Linked DNA regions of Zea mays: region 2 is linked to region 1. A link is a contact called in public Hi-C data. All regions are on one chromosome and are shown on one strand. Each heading gives the region's core, a stretch centred on a gene start, on an enhancer-like site or on the middle of the called end of the contact. The rest is flanking DNA. Distances are from core to core; before and after follow the strand shown.

Region 1 (3,319 bases), core at 541-3,040:
CATTCTGGGCATATCCATGGATCATCTCATTCCATGCCACTAAGTTCTTCACAATCATGCAGTTAAAGAAAAGGCGTGCATCATCCATGTTGCCAGATTTAGCATACATGTCGATCAGGGAACAGCCAACGTATACATTCTGATCATAACCATCCTTCAGAACCTGTGCATGCATCTGCCTACCTTGAGGTATGGATGACAATCTAGCACACAAATTGATCATACTAGCATAAGAGGATTCTGTGGGGAACATCCCATTTTCCCTCATCTGCTTCAAGAAATCGAAGGCCTCTTCACTCAAAGAATGGATAGCCAAACCTGAGATCATGGAATTCCAGCATACCACATCTCTCTCGGTCATCATGTTGAAAATGATCAGTGCGATGCCAACCTGACCACACTTTGAATATATATCTATCAGACCACTCGCAACAAACATGTCATTATGAAGCAGTAGTCTTACTGAAGCAGAATGCACTTGCTTGCCCAGTTCGAAATTTCCTAATCTAGAACATGAACTGAGTATCACAGCTAAAGTTGTCCGGTCAGGCTGCACATTTTGATGTTGCATTCTCCTAAACAAGTCGATTGTTTCTTGATGCAGTTCCTCCTGGCCGTAGCCAGATAATAGGGTGTTCCATGTAGTCACACTTGGCTTTGGTATCTTGTCAAACATTGCACGAGCAGACGGAACATCCCTTGCCTTAATACAAGAAGCAAGCATGTTACTGTAGGTTACCTCATTGGGCTCAAAGCCTGACTCTTGCATAAACTCAAGAACTTCCATGGCCCTCTCATAGCATCCCAGCTGACCATACCCAGTTATAAGAATGTTCCAAGAAACAATACTAACACTGGACAACGACTCAAAGACTTTGATGGCCTCATCCATCTTCATGCCCTTCGCGTACAGATCAACCAACGAGTTACCCACGTGTTGGTCCGATCCAAAACCTTTTCTGACAACCAATGCATGGATGGACTGTGCGAGCTGGATTGCACGAGCGACATTGTAGTCACCAGCGCAGGCCTGCGCGCAGGCGCCGAGAACACTGGAGACCGCTACCGGATCAACACGAATCCCGGTCCTGCTCATCCGCGCGAACAACCTGAGGGCATCGTCGACGGCCCCGCCCTGCGCCAACCCGCCCATCATCGCCGTGAACGACACCTCGTTCGGGCTAGGCATCCCGTCGAACAGCCTGACCGCGTCGGCGACGCTCCCGCACTTTGTGTACATGCCGAGGAGCCCGTTCTCGACGAACTGGTGCCCGTCGAGCCCGACCTTGACGGCGAGCCCATGGCAGCGCCTCCCGTCGTCGAGCGCGGCCACGGCGCCGCACGCGCTGAGCACGCTGGCCAGCGTGAAGTTCGTCGGCGCGAGGCCCTCCTGCAGCATCCCCTGGTACATCTCTAGCGCCTCCCCCGGGGAGCCCGACCGCGCGACGGCGGCGATGACGGTATTCCAGGAGACGGCGTTCCGGTCGGGCATTCGGCCGAGCAGGTCCCGGGCGGCGGCGAGGTCCCCCGCGCGGCAGGCAGCTGAGATGGCGGCGTTGTAGGAGTAGACGTTGGGGTGGGGCAGCGCGCGGAAGGCGCGGAGCGCGTGGCATGGCAGGCCCGAGAGGGAGTAGAGCTCGACGAGGCGGTTGAGGAGGAAGGTATCTGCGGCGAGGCCGGCGGCGAGGACGCGCGCGTGCGCGGCCTTGGCGTTTGAGCGGCTGGGCTTGCGGCCACCGCTACGCTTGATGCAGGCCTGGAGCACGGCAGCGAGCTGGGCCGCTAGGTTGGCCATCGCGGCGAGAAACGAGAGGAGTGCATCTTTTATGAGAAAGTTGATTGGACCCTGTCTAGCATAGTTTCTGACTGTTAGAAAATCAGCTTATCCAATAGTCGGTGAAAAACACCTTCTGTTTATTGCTGGTTTTTCATTCATTCTTATGATATAACTCTACTTTTATCCTTGATTTTTAAAGATTATAAGTATATCTTTCAAAATGAATTGGTATATTTTCCATATTTCATTATCATCACTTACAGAGTTAACTCAACTCGCCAAGATATGTTTCTCTTATTTTCTCTTACTAGCTAAGTGTGACGACTGACGACATGCTTCTCTCTTATTTTCTCTATCCTAGGCAAATAACTTGTAGACAGTTGAACAGCCTTGTCCATTTATATCGTGTTTGGTTAGTGAAATGCTGCCATACAGAACAGTGGCGGACCCAGAAATTAACCAAGACCCGGGCCGAAACGACCGTAAACTCTAATAGTAGCATATAAATAAATTGTACGAAACAACGTTGTCATAGATATTAAAGATGACATACAAATTATAATGTAGCTCCTCCAAAATGTATCATGTCAACATCAACATCAGTGCTTCTTGCTCCAGAACCTTGACGAAAATCATGTTAAGAACGCGACTTGAAAGGTAATGTTGAATAAATTTAATAATATTAATAATTGGTACATACCACTAGTACGAGGTAGATTCACTCTGCGGGTTCTCATGCCTTGAAAATAATCCAATATCTTTGCATCCTCAATACTTGTAAATATATCCCTCTCAATATAACACATCATACGATGGTTAAGCCATTCGTCTCCTGTCTTATTCCGCAACTCAGTTTTAATGATATTCATAGATGAGAAAGATCTCTCCACAGATGCTGTTGCCACTGGTAAAATTAAAGCTAATTCAATGAGACGATATACAAATGGAAAGACAACATGCCTGTCACTCTGAACCATTCTCACAGCAAGATCACCTAGGTCATTGCAACTTAGAATATCTGGATCAGCTCTCATATCAATAATGAATATCTCAAGTTGGTCTTTCAATACTATGCAATCATATGTAGAGAAATCCGCATCATACAATTTAGCAAGCTCAATTAACTTATCTCCATCAAAATTGGCAAAAGAATTTCTTGGATCAAGGCAGGCAATGCATCTCAATAATTGGGTAGATCTTTCACCAAAACGGTTGTTGAACTCCACAATAAGTTGGTCAAGCACCACATTAAATATTTCATGTTTCAAGTGATGATGGTAAGTTATCAACTGACCTCCACGACCTCTTGAGCGACCTCTAGCAGTGGTTGTATCCAACATGTTTGGCACAATGATATTATATTGAATGCAAAATGATTTTGTATCCTCAAATAGATCTTCCCATCCATGTTGTCTAATTTCATCAATTTGTTGCAATGTGGCACCAATCAGTCCTATGGCACGAACGATATTTTGATCTTTCTTTTGCAAGCATTGGGATAAATCATTAGTCTTACCCAATAATTTGATAACAAAATGCATA
Region 2 (3,319 bases), core at 436-2,935, 730 kb after region 1:
TCCTCGCGCGGGCTCTCAGGCTCTTCCTCAGCGCCAGCTTCAGGCTCCGCGGCAGCATCTGGTACAGCTCGTCCCGCGCCTCCTCGCCCACGAGGTGCGGGTACCGGAGCAGCTTCTCGACGACGATGACGATGTTCGCGTAGTGCAGCGCGAGGGCGGAGCCGCCGACCGTGGACGCCGGCGCGAGCGATGTCACCGTGCTCTTCGGACCGAACCGCCGCGCCTTTCTGCCGATACTGCCACTGTTCGGTGCTGGCGGCGTTGTGGTGGTGGTGGTGGGTACCCCCTGCTCACTGCTGAATGGTGCAAGCATCCCTGATCTGATTGTGCTGCTGATGCAGCTGGAATCTTCTGAGAACTCGTCCTCGAGCATGTCCGTCCATGGCGCTGAGCTACTCAAGCTCAAGCAGTGCATGAACATCTTCCCGGGGCTGGCTCCACAGCTCGACCGAAAACTCACTGGCCGCGACATGTCTGGATGATCGACTCTGCAGATCGGCGCTGACCTGCCATCGCTGAGACTGCTTTGGAGTACGGGGCCTGAATCTGCTGCCACCATACCGGAGAGCTGCGGGATTTGCTCGCATTGCCCCGACTCGCCGACTCCCGTCATGGCCAGCAGGTCGAGCCCCAGAACGGGGTCGCCGAACACGAGGCGGATGCGGCCGTAGATGGCGCACACGGCGCGCGCGAGCAGGAGCACGGCCCTGTCGTAGGTCCAGTTCCAGAGCGACGCGTCCCTGAGCCGGCGCACGTCGTGGCGACGCCACCGCGCGCGCTGCTCGAGCGCGCGGCGGGCCTGGTCCGTGGGCGGCCTCCGCGCCGACTGCTCGAGCTCGGCGAGCGCGTCGAGCTCGGCGTAGAGCGCGGCGGTGGCGGCGGCGACGCGGTCGAGCCTGCGCACGAGCGGCGCGGCGTCGGAGCGGGAGGCGACGGCGGCGAGCGCGCCCGCGTCGGCGCGGCCGGCCAGGAGGTCGGCGTAGACGTGGCCGAAGCCCGCGAGCGCCGGGGCCGCGCACCGGCGGCCGAGGCGCGAGGCCACCGCCGCCACGCGGTTCAGCGCGTCCAGCTTCTCGGCGAGCGCCAGCGCCAGGAGGCGCGCGTCGTCGCCGGGCACGAGCGCGCGCACGGCGTGGCTCCCGAGGCACTGCGGGCCGAGCAGGCGCGCCGCCTCGGCGTCGGAGAGCGAGCGGTAGAGGCTCGCCGCTCGCGACATGGCGTTCGCCACCTCGAAGGACAGGATACCCACCCTGCCGTCGCCCCCCGCCGCGCCGCCGCCCTTGGCGCTCGCCGCCGGCCGCACCTTCTTGGAGGAGGAGAACGACGGCGACGTCGCCGCCATCGAGAACACCTTGTGCACCAGCGGTTGCGGCTCCGGCTCCGCCACCATGCCTCCGGCCTCGTCGTCGTCGGCCCCACCTAGTAGATCCTTTTTGCTTTTGCTGGGAAAACGAGTGCGTCGACCAGCCAAGAAGGAGGTTTGAATTGGAACCCTCGGTCAACAGCAGCAAGCGCCGAGCGGCAGGCCAGCGAAGCGAGCACGCAGAGATGTCAACACTCCAAGACAAGGCAAGGCTGGTACCGGTGGAACGGAAATCCCAAAAAAGAGAGTACCATTTCTTGTGGGGAGTGGCGCGCCAAGAGAACCCAACGTGGAGAATAGAGACGGAGGATGACGAAGGATTGAAGGAAGCGGAGGGGACGACGCGGGGGGGGGGGGGGGGGGGGGGGGGGGGGGGATGAGCGAAGAGGAAGCTAGCAGTAGCTACGAGGTGTGATGAGGGGAGGCGACGCCATTGATGCGCCCAACTCCTCGCTGGTGGCATTTAAAATCGCCATAAATTGGAGCGGGAGCAAGGCAACAAAAGCAAGCAGCCGCCGCGGGCGCCCCCTCGGCCTGCCTCTGCCTCACTCACCTCACCTCGTCAGCCCAGGGAAGCCGGAGTAGCGAGCGAGTCATTATGGGCTGACTGGTGCAATTGTTGAGTGCATCTGCTTCTGCACCCGACCCGGGGATTGAAGGGCAGGTGGCATTTGGGGGTGCAGAGGATTCCTTCTACCATTTCACGGTAAAGTACATGGCCATCCTTGTCAGGATCAAGGTTTTCCAATAGCATTAGATTTGGCAGCTAAAATCACACGTACAAACCTAAATTTTTACTCTAAAAAATATTCTATCATGACCAGCGAGAATTTCTACTCTATCTCACGGTGAAGTAAGTGGCTGTAGGACTTTTTTACTGGATACGTTACTCCATCTGTATCGTTTCCTTCACAGTTCTTCAGTGCAGATAGCCTAAAACGTGCTAATAAACTTACTGATTATTAGGCCATTCTCATTAGAAGATTCATTACACGGTTTCCAAAAGTGATACATCAATTTTTATTTATAAAAACCATGTATCCTAAGTTTTATCCAAATAAAATTCTCTCTTATCACATGAAACTCTCTCCGTATCTTTCATTATAAATATCGTGTCATGTCATCAAATATAGTGATACGTCATCTCATTTAATAAAAATGAAACTACGATCAAGGAATGGCCTTACTAGCAATTGGATTGTACATGCACCGATCTATTCTATACAGATCACCATTGTGATCATTTCACGGGAATCACTGCATGTCGGCGCTGTGCTGTGTGTTGGGTGTGTCCTCTACAGCCGGTCAATAGAGACTGGATTGGGCTTAACCCAACTATCGTTCCTTTAATCGGGCCCTTGATCGGGAGGGTCCACACTAACCTCGGTTGGAGCCCCCAGACACACGACGCTATATATAGGACTAAGGGGTCGCAGGAAAAACTAACGCTAGTACCTCGCCCCAAAACCCTAGTCCTCAGAGGCCCCATCGCCTAGACGTCGGAGTGTTTAGAAACGCGACAACCTACAGCGGCTCGGATCCCGATGCCTGCTGCTTCTCTGCAGGGCGACGGTATGAAGATAGCAACAACAATAAAGGTGTGTTTCCCCGTTCCTCTCAGTAGATAGTAGATCAGATCTACACGTCATCAAGATTTTACTTTCAGTTACAGACGGATTGGTATTCTAGGGACTTAGGAATCGATCCTAGGCAGTATAGATTCTAACAATGGTATCAAAGCCGTCCTAAGAACCCTAGATCTCCTAATCCGCATCAGTTTTATGAGATCACAGAAAAGTCTCGGATCAACATGATTGAACTATTTTTTTCGTTTATCACCCGAGAACAGATAGATTAAAATAGAAAGAATATTTTTTATCTCTCGGGTTAGGGTTTACCTAACCCTAAATCTAGGGTTTTGGCCACTAACAGAGATTTGGTCTCGGCCAAACCCAG

What was found. Hi-C and Micro-C count contacts between places; a contact is called where the count stands out from the background.
Region 2: a contact with region 1 is called in a Hi-C map of ear, with 2.6 times the contacts expected there. The contact joins the promoter of LOC100382579 here to the promoter of LOC100191397 in region 1. A contact is called at or near these places in 3 of 25 Hi-C or Micro-C datasets (ear, endosperm and tassel).

What each region holds. Positions count from the first base shown.
Region 1 is chr5:85,353,066-85,356,384 of Zm-B73-REFERENCE-NAM-5.0, forward strand. LOC100191397 (Pentatricopeptide repeat-containing protein) reads right to left here and starts at 1,791. Exons shown (of 1, transcript NM_001136831.1): 1 at 1-1,791. The coding sequence starts at 1,492.
Region 2 is chr5:86,082,929-86,086,247 of Zm-B73-REFERENCE-NAM-5.0, forward strand. LOC100382579 reads right to left here and starts at 1,686. Exons shown (of 1, transcript NM_001398740.1): 1 at 1-1,686. The coding sequence starts at 1,390.